Linked DNA regions of Gossypium hirsutum: region 1 is linked to region 2. A link is a contact called in public Hi-C data. All regions are on one chromosome and are shown on one strand. Each heading gives the region's core, a stretch centred on a gene start, on an enhancer-like site or on the middle of the called end of the contact. The rest is flanking DNA. Distances are from core to core; before and after follow the strand shown. Region 1 holds the start of LOC107945530. Region 2 has its middle 23 kb from the start of LOC121224787.

What was found. A called contact is a pair of places that touch in the nucleus more often than the background predicts.
Region 1: a Hi-C map of fibers shows a contact between it and region 2, with 2.7 times the contacts expected there. The contact joins the promoter of LOC107945530 here to the enhancer-like site in region 2. A contact is called at or near these places in 10 of 34 Hi-C or Micro-C datasets (callus, fibers, hypocotyl and 2 more).

Annotation. Positions count from the first base shown.
Region 1 is chrD12:36,984,933-36,990,120 of Gossypium_hirsutum_v2.1, reverse strand. It overlaps LOC107945530, which reads left to right and starts at 1,400. Exons shown (of 2, transcript XM_016879581.2): 1 at 1,400-1,734; 2 at 1,831-3,402. The coding sequence starts at 1,933. The coding sequence ends at 3,231.
Region 2 is chrD12:36,877,705-36,882,850 of Gossypium_hirsutum_v2.1, reverse strand. It overlaps the pseudogene LOC107945528. Among protein-coding and RNA genes, the nearest start is that of LOC121224787, 23 kb to the left of the region's middle. Within about 2 kb of position 3,105, at least 5 of the 9 cell types and tissues checked have an H3K27ac peak or open chromatin away from gene starts, as enhancers often do. A contact at or near this core is called in fibers, where this site is marked.

The DNA.
Region 1 (5,188 bases), core at 151-2,650, 110 kb before region 2:
TAGGCTCAAGCAACTTAAATCAGACATAATAATTAGGCAACTGATTTTGAGAGCCTTCAATGCCCTCTCTTTATCTATTTCATCCTTTGTCATTAAGTTACATTCTAATTAATGATATTTTCTATTAGACACGAGGTTAAAAAATAAGGGGGAAAAAACATAGCTCTACAGAGCAAGTACATGACGTGCAAACATGGAATACGTGAGGATTCGGATTTTTAGGGTTAGGGTTTGGTTTTGTAGGGTCAAATACAGACCATACATGTATGGACAAAAGACTCTTTAATTTTACATTCAACTTTATATTATAAAATTAATTTGTTTTTTAAATTTATATAAAAATATTTTTTATAATATTGGTTAAAAGTTTAATAATATTGTTTAGCTACTTCAATAACTATAGCTATCTTTTTTTTTTTTGATGGTTGCAGAGCGTAGTTAAGGTGTTGTTCAACTGATCTTTCTCCTCTTTGTTTCTGCTTTTCTTTTCTTTTCTTTTACGATATTATTTGAAATAATTAAAGTCTGAGAAGATAACGATGCTAGAAAAGCTGCGAATATATATATATATCTCGTTATCAGATAAAGTAGAAGATAACAGGAAAATATCATTATTTTCCACATACATTTCAACAAGAGGAAGACTGTAAGATTCTCTGAAGTTCCTCTGAATCAATTACATAATATTAAACCCAGATTATGAATTGTTTTTTATTTCTTTTTTGGTATTTAATCAATGACTAGGTCAAAGGATGTGGCTAGGGAATTTTAATATATATTTTTCTAATGTTCATTTATTGTTTTTCTTATACCAAATAATCTGTGAAGAAATGGATATAAACAGCGCACTTGCACCTTCTTTTCTTTCTCATCATTAAACCTAAGTTACCTAACCAATTTAAACATAAGAAAATACAGGCAGGGGGTTTTTCTTATGGGCTTTGAAAAGCAATGGTAGTGATGGTTGATATCTTATATATACCATTCAACAACCATCTTCTCAAATTTGTTTGCTTGCCCACCTCATTACTCCCCAACACCAAAGACTAAAAAGAAAATCTTATAAAAGAAAATGAATAGTATATAATATGTATTGCTTTAAAAAAGATTTCCTCCCTACAGTACATCTTTTTTCTTCCTTTCACACTATGAGGACCGAAACCATAACTTTCTTTTACTTTGACCGGTTGCTTATCATCAAAGCCGTTGGTTTTTCTTTTATATATGAAAAAGAATTTGATTAACGGGGGATGGTGCGTGGTTGTAGAGTATAATTAAAATAATTATATATATATATATAAAGATACATGATAATTTTAACTTGTAAAGTTAAAAATAAAAAAGACACCAAGTAGCAAATAAATAAAAAGGGTAGCGAACCAACTTCTTTTTCTGTCCCTTAATTTCTCTTAAACAGACAATACATTTTAGTATCTTACCCACCCTCAAAAAATTGAAAGGAACCCTAGTTCTTTTCTTCTTAACCCGCAAGGCTAAAACGCAAAAGGGGCGGGGGGGGGGATATTAATAAAAAAGGGGCCTTCCCTCTTCAAAGAAAGTTTACTTCCGTTTTACCTATCTTCTGCAAACCATTTAGTTTAATTGATGATTCTCTTGAAACTTTGTCAATTCCTTTGTTTAATTTACTACATACCTTTTTGGTGGAAGAGAAAGTAAAAAAGCAAGCCAAAGTACTGTCTTGTTTTTCAGATCAGAGCTTTAAAGACAACATGGGTACTTTCTGATAACTCTTCTTCCAGAAGATCTTCCTCTTTCTTCTCTCTTTTCTTTTCTTTTCTTTTTATATTGCTTTCATGCTTTGTTTTGTAGCTTCCTTCTTAAATGAGTCTGAGTAGTGAAGTAAGCAAAAAATCTCTTCTCTGAAAGAAAAAAAGAAGAAAAAAACTCCATATCTGGTCTGTCTTTTGTCTCATGGATTCTGGTAACAGTGGTAGTGTGCAATCTCCGAGTGGTGGCAGTGAAGAGTTTGATTCAGGCGCTAACTCAAACTCAGCTTTCTTTAACAATAACCCATCGAGCCATATTGGTCATGGTCCCTTGGGTAACCAACAATCGCCGCCGCTTCTGCAACAGCAACACCAAAGTCCTTCTTCCTCATCTGTGTTGTTTGACCCTTTATCGAACTACTTCGGTCATCCCTTATCAAGTGTGACAAACCCAAATTCACAACTCAATCTTGATGTGGTTTGGTCCAGAAATCTAAGATCTGAGCCCAACTGCAATGATCTTGTTCGTGGCTTTATGGCCTCATCATCGCCACCACCAACCCAACAGTTATTCACCAACCAGCAAGCACAAAGCAGAACCACTTTTCCTTCTATGCAGATTCCTCAAGGACCTGAAAGTGGTACAAAAGGTTCAGGCACAAGTGGCCAACCCAACAACAACAATATGGTGCGTAACTCAAAGAAGAGATCCAGAGCTTCCCGGCGTGCACCAACCACTGTTTTGACCACAGACACCACCAATTTCCGAGCCATGGTTCAGGAGTTTACTGGGATCCCTGCACCACCCTTCACCTCCTCACCTTTCCCGAGAACCAGACTTGATTTATTTGGTACAACTTCATCTCCTAATTATCTTTTAAGACCATTTGCTCAGAAACTTAATTATCCTCCTCCCTTATTTACTAGCTCTTCCATGGTTGATGCTATGGCTTCTACACCTAGCACTAATTCTACTTCTAGTACAACTTCCATTAACTACCAACTGCCATCTGAGTTAGGCCTTTTAAAACAGCCTCAAAATCCACTCAACATCAACATGCCACAAAACCCAATTCTTAACTTCGTATCACTCCTTCAAGCCCCTCCCAAATACCCACTTTCCAATTCAATAGATATTCCATCAAATGTCTCTCCTCTCAAAATGGGCGCTTTTGAAGGGTTTGGTTTGAGCCAGGGGCATGTCAATCCCAACCTCAGCGGCGTTCAAAACATGGTATCATCATCAGGTGGATCATTGCCAAGAAATGAAAATAGTGCTAATCCTCCAAGCTGGGGAGAAGCAGCAGGGTCCCGTGAACATGATCAAAGTCTCCTAAGGTCCATCAATGGCAGGTACAACAACAGTAACACGCCAGGACTTACGAATGGGAAAGTAAACAATTTCTCGGTGTCTTCATCGGATTTTCATGTCGATAAAGGGCCAGAAAATGTAGCTACAAGAAGTGAAGGTATGGTGGAATCATGGATATGTTCATCTGATTAGGATTTATCTAAAATATTATCAACAAAATGATAAACTTTCCACAAAGAATATCAAGGAAATGATGGTGAATGTATCACATGATGCATGAAAAAGATGGAATCTTTCTTGTTCTCATATTAACCATGATTTTCAACATATATGTGAATCAAAACACTGTTTTTTTATCCCTTATTTAAACCCCTCCTTTTGATTTAATTATATGTAAATGATACTAGCCTCCCGATACCACATTTTATCATAGTATTATTACGTTCATCTTACATAGACGATCATGGTCTTTTTCAACGTTGTCGTATCAATAGTACAAAAACAAATGGTAGTAGTTAAAATATTCAGTATTCTTTTCTTTTATCTTTGGAGAAATTTCTATTTTGTTTCTTTTCCTTTCTTTTTTTTAAATTTCCCTCTTTTGGGTTTTGATTGTAGTGCAAGAATATAAAAGTAAAATCATCAGATAAGGGAAACCATGAAAATCTGTGTTTTACGTGTATTTTGTGAAAATTTAATGCTAACAATTTGAAAAAAATAAACCCTAATAATTTACCGTTAAAAAGCAAATGGCCTGGAGCTGTCTGGTTCTTTGTTTCATTATTTAGCTGATTTTTTATTAAAACATGTCTTTTATTTATTTATATTTAATATTGTTTAAGAATAATATATATGATGCCTAAGATATATTTCCTATGGGAAGTTGTGCTTTAATATAGTTCTATATTTTCTTTATATAATTTGATGTTTGATTATTTACTCTTTTGTAATGTAGATAGAAAGATGCCCATAATTTTATAAAACCATATAATAAAATTTCCCAGAATTAAAGAAATGATTAATTTTTCATAAAATAGTTTAGGAACTATTTGGAATTCCAATTATTTAAGTCCAAATCTTTTGGCTTTGGCTCATTTCTCACGTATAATCATATGGTTGTACATTTTGGACAAAATACCATTTTTAATGGAATTTGAGGTACAACCAGGATTTTCTTACTGCCATTTTGTCATAGGCTATTGGCATTATGGGGACAACTTACTGTTGGAATCTAAGATCTCATTTCAATAATACTCAACAATAAATTAATAATCACTATTAATTATTAAATATTTATAGTTTTCATATGAGTTCTTGATGCAATATCAATACAGTATCCGTGAATGTATTGTTTTTCTACTGATACTAGTAAATATTGATATTGATTTATTTCGGTATACTTTTTTGAATTATCCTTATTTTTTAAAAAACATTTGATATATGTACATAAAAAAGGATTTATAAATATCAAATAATGAGATTAAATAAATCTTACATATAAAATACTCATCAAAAATAAAGACTTGGTTGGAGAAATAAAGAAAAAATTTTAAAATTGATGGTGACATGAGTTCAAATCTCATCATAGGTAAATTTTAAGATACCAAAAAAAAAATACTTATCAATTATATAAAATATTTTTAATAAGCTTTATAAATATAATTCATAATTAAGTAAACTCAAAATAAACAAGTAAAAAAATATTCCATAAATTAATCAATAAGATCATCTCATATTATGTATGTAATAATTTATAATTCAACTAAACCATAATAAATAATAAAATTCAAATTCAAATTTTAAATATATTTTTTGATATAAATAAATAATAAAAATTTAAAATTAAAATATATTTTTAAATTAATCTTTTTACAGTATATTTCGATTGATACGAAAGAAATCAACTATACAACCAATACCAACTAAAATTAACTTCAGAGCTGAACCTAAAATTTATTATTTTAACTTACTACCCAAACGAAACATTTCGGTTAAAAAGTTCATACCAACTACCATTCTCAAAACGATGATATTAGTAAATATATAACTTACCATTTTCTAGAAAACACAAACAAATTCATATAATACTATTAAAAAGTTCACTCAATAATTTTTTGTCTTTATCTACCTTAAAAAAATTAACATACCA
Region 2 (5,146 bases), core at 1,856-4,355:
CTTCAAACACATCTCAACTCTTTTTCTCTTCACTTCTCTATCTTTTTTCTCTCTTCATTTCCTTTCCATTATTCTTGATTTCTTTACCGATTTCACCTCTAGGGAAAGAGTCATTCATCCACCATTTGGAGCAGCATTCAAGTGTTCGTAGAAGCCTTGGTTCTACAAGAGCAAGTAGAGAAGGAGGAGTGGAGCAAACTAGTCAAGCCACAGAAAGAACACCATATTTGATTCTTGTTCCCTATCCTTTTAATTTTGTTGTTTTTATGATGAACATGTCTATGAATATTTATGATGTTGAAATGTTTAATTTAATTAATATGACTTAAATTTAATTCGTGTTAGGTTGATTGCTTTTCATCTACTCAATTTATTAAAATTGTGTTTGTGTTGTTATAGGCCTCAGTAAGATGTTTGATTAAGTAAAACCATGACTAAGTTATTCTTGCATTAAAATTGTAATTAATTGACACAGTACTTAATCAATGCATGTTGAATCATCTAAGGTAGCTGAGGATTAAATTAGCAACGGTATCTAACGATACATTAGCCTTACATAACTTGTAAGATTATTGTGATTAAACTGTTTTAAGGTAGAAATACATTGTTACCTCACGTAATCTTTTATGTGCTTATGAGATTAAATTAATTGTTTGAATTGGCATAGAGATATGTACAAGAGATTATTTTGATTTCATAAGTATGTATGTGCATTAACACATTTGCTTATTAAAATTTGTTTAATCGGTTGAATTGATATAAAGATATAGTCAAGAGATAAATAGATTTTGGTAGCTAAGTTTGTTCATAAGTTAGCAAATTACCGAGTTACCGTGAATTTATTCGTAACAACATGAACCTGAGTTTAATAATTCTAAGTTAAGAAATGTAATTAATCTAATAAAATTATGTCATCTTAATTAAAATAATCTTTTGAAATCATGTATTGAAACTTTTATTTTAATTTTATTTATTTTACTTAGTTAAAAATCTTAGTTTTCATTCACCTCCTCAAATCAAAATATTTTTCTTTAGCAAAGTGTTTTAAATTGCATTCATAAATAATCCTTTTCACAGTCCCTGTGGGTACAATAACTCGACATTTACTTGTCACTTTATTACTTGTTGCGATTGTGTACACTTGCGCATTTCCGTCGTTCCAGTTCCATGCTCCCTTTCTCTCTTCGGTTCATCCATGCTTGGCTTTCAATCAAGTTTGCTTGGGAATATCCAAGAAGGTTTAGGCCAATTTTATTGTTTGCTTAATTTTATTCATAAAAAAGAAGAGAAAATGAAATGAATAATCTACATGATTCTGTAAAAGTTTGGAACAGAAAAAAATTGTTTTGAATATAAAGAATTTAATTTATGTTTAGATTTGATTAATGCTATGATTTTTATATTTGATTAGTTAGATCCAATTTTAGTTTCAAAATTAGTTTATATTCAAATTGAGATTTGATTAAGAATGATTGATATTCAGTTTCGAGTGAAATTCAAATTAGGAATCTTGTGAAAGAAACAAGGACTTGGTTTATTTGGTGGGCAAATATTATGTTTTTACAGTGAAGAATATGATAAGAGAGAAAAATAAAGGGGAAGAAGAAGGAAAATAAAAGATAAAAAGAAAAAAAAATTAAATTGTTCAAAAGGATAAAAGTATAGGGATTAGTTTTAATAAATGGAAAATATAGAAAAACTATGTTAAAAGAAATGGAGAAGGGAGAAAAACAGAGAGAGAAGAGAAAAAAAAGTAAAGTTTAAAGAACATAAAAGAAATTGCTCAAAACAAAAAAATATAGGGACCAATTGTATAATTTAACCTAAAATTTTAGTTTGAAATGATGATTAAACGTGCTAGGTTAGCTTATCATTACACCGTAAACGACAATTAATACTCAGTGACTAAAATGTTACAACACGATAACGTAAGTGACTAAATCGTAACATTTCAAACATGAGTGACTAAAATGTAACCTGAGACGAAAAAAAGTGACTATTTTGATAGTTTACCCTTAAATTAATATTAATCCATTAATTAAGTGATGATTATTGAAAATTAATTAAAAATTGTTAAAAATCTATACGATTTGTAAGGGAAGCACATGGGGTAGAGTAGAGCAGAGAATTTTATATAAGAAGAGATAAGGTGATCCTGGAAATACAAGGGAGTAAACTCGAAAGTGAGGCCACCCAAAATAGAAATTGAGAGTTTTCAGATTTTTCAACAGTGTTTGATGTTTATAATTCCCCTTCATTTTCTGCAATTCACCGCTTCTCTGAATCCCTTTCTGTCATCGCCTGTCTTTCAAGCTGAAATAATTTGTGTAGCTTAAACAAGGCTACCAGGTTGGTTTTTAAAAGCAAGGTGATTCAGAATTGAGATCCAGGTTTCAGTTTTTTATTTTATTTTATTTCATTAAGTAAATAGTTTTTAAGCTTTATTTTCATCAGCTAAGAGGGTTTGTTTTTGGTCCCTCAAGTTTGGTTTTTATCAGAAACTATTTCCTATTCTTTTAGTTTTGATTAAGAAGCAGCTTTGCTTTTAACTAGTTTTTGGATATGGCAGCAGCTATTGATATGTATAATAGCAGCAGCAACTCAGTTTTCTGAGATTCCTGTAGGGAAGAGTTAATGAAAGCACTTGAGCCTTCCATGAAAAGTTCTTCATCTACCTTTCCTTTATCTTCTTCTTCTTCTTCTTCTTCTTCATCTTGCTCATATTCTCAACTGACACCTTCTCAGCCTTACATGGATCCTGAATTTTGCTCCCCATCATCGAGCAACCACTTGTTTCCTAACCATGAGTTCTTCAACTATAACAATCTGATGGGTTTTGAGCATACAGGTTCAACTTCAATTGCGCTTTCAAGCTCAAATTTATCAACAGCAGCAGCTTGATTCTATGATTGCAACAACATCCCTTCAATATCTAAACCAGAGGCTCAACTTTCTTTCCCCGAAGGCTGTCCCTATGAAACATGTCTCCTCAACTCCTCCAAAGCCTGCAAAACTCTACAGGGGAGTGCGACAGAGGAATTGGGGCAAATGAGTTGCTGAAATCAGACTTCCCAAGAACCGAACCCGACTTTGGCTTGGCACTTTCGATACAGCTGAAGAAGCAGCTTTGGCTTATGACAAGGCTGCTTACATGCTTAGAGGAGACTTTGCCAGGCTCAACTTCCCCCACCTCAAGCATCAAGGAGCTCATGTTTCCGGGAAATTTGGTGGCTTCAAGCTTCTCTATTCCTTTGTTGGTGCAAAGCTCCAGGCCGTTTGTCAGAGCTTGTAGAACCAAGAGAATTCAGCAAAGACCTCTTCTGTTTTTAATTCAAAACCTAAGGTGGAGTTTGATTACTGTGTAAAGAGTGAGGAGTTTGATCAGTCTCCAAGGTTCTCTGACCCTAAAGTGGAGAATCCATTGGTATCATCATCAACAACTCCGGATTTATCCGATGAATCATTGGCTGGATCTTCTTAGCCAGAATCTGATATCACTTTCTTGGATTTCTTTGATTCAAAGTGGGATGATGATGAGGCCTTCAGTTTGGAAAAGTACTCTTCAGTGGAAATTGATTGGGAAGCCATCAGGGAACTGTCTTGAGTCTTAAATTGCAGCTACTATCATGTAATTTTCTTTGTATTTTCATAGGTCCAAGCCTCTTTTTGTCATTTAGGGTTTCCTAGTCCATCTCAAGTAGCCTCCGCAATGAATTTTTTTACATTTGTAGAGCTGCTACATAGTTTTAATTAGGTGTCGTGAGTTTAGGATGTGTTATGTGAATGCGTAAGAGAGAGGTATCTCCTTACGGGATTGGTCTTGCTGGTTCCATTTTTCCTAGGAATGGCCATCGGAGACCACCAAGTTTATGTTTGGTTGCATTATTATAGGCCCAGTGTAAGTTAAGAAATCTATTATCAGTTCAATATGTACGTAGTTTTTTAAACAGTTCCTTTTTCCCTGTATCTTTATGTAAATCTAAAAGGATGCATGTGTTGCTGTTTTATTCTCCTGCTTCACATGTTTAGACTCTGCTTGGTATTCAATCTCGAATTTAGGTAAATGCTTTTCTAATTTGATCAACACTCAAAAGGTAAAAGCTTCACAATAATATATCTCTAGACTTGAACCTTGGTGGGGTAAAACTATAAAATCAAAATCCACAGTGCTTGTGTTAGTCACATTTAAAATCCTAACAATATTTTTATTCTTTTGAAACGGTTTTGTGAAACAAAACTGCCGAACTTTCAAATTATAGCCAACAATATTTTTCAAATTGGGGGTGGATGTTAATTCATTTTATCTCTTCTAAATTTGGAGAAAAAATTGAGAGTAATCTTCCAATAAATCAATGGCAGTTTTCCTTTCAAAGACTAGGCAAACAGAAAATTCTGCTAAATATATTTCTATTCTGCTTAATTGTGTATCATTCTCTTGGTCCGATTGTTAACAAAGAAGAGAAAGAATGAAGGAAAAAGACAGAGAATTTGGAAGATAGGAGAGAGAATTTTGAATTGTTGGTATTCAAATTTTCATAACTATCTTGAGAAGGGATTGTATGAAACTGTGATTCCACGTCATTCTTATCCCTTTTCAATGGGAGGATGACAAATCAGATTTTTCCTCCTGAGTTTTACCATTTTTAGTTGGATTTGAATTTTTTTCAGGAGGAAAAAGCTGAAAATTAGGAGAAAAATCTGATTTGTCATCCTCCCATTGGAAAGGGATAAGGATGACGTGGAATCACAATTTTATACAATCCTTTCTCAACTGACTTTGGTCATTTACACCATATTTATAGGAAAGGAAAGAAAAAGGAAATAAAGCTTTAAAAGTTGGTTAAAATAAAAGGTAAACTAAACAACATTAATTAAACCAAAACGCTCTGTTTAAATAACTCATTTTGTGATCGTTTATTTAATCAGTTCCCCCAAAATGTATCATTTTCCCGTGGTAGTATTTTAGCGCGTGACAAATACCCCTTGCTGGAAGGATCCTCGACCTCAAGGATCAATGTGTGGGAATTTCTTCTTGAGTTGTAGCAAGGGCTCTCATGTGGCATCTTTTGGAAATGAGTGTGTCCATTCTACCAAGACCTTGGTGACAACAACATTTCCCTGATTCATTATCCTCATTTCTAAGATC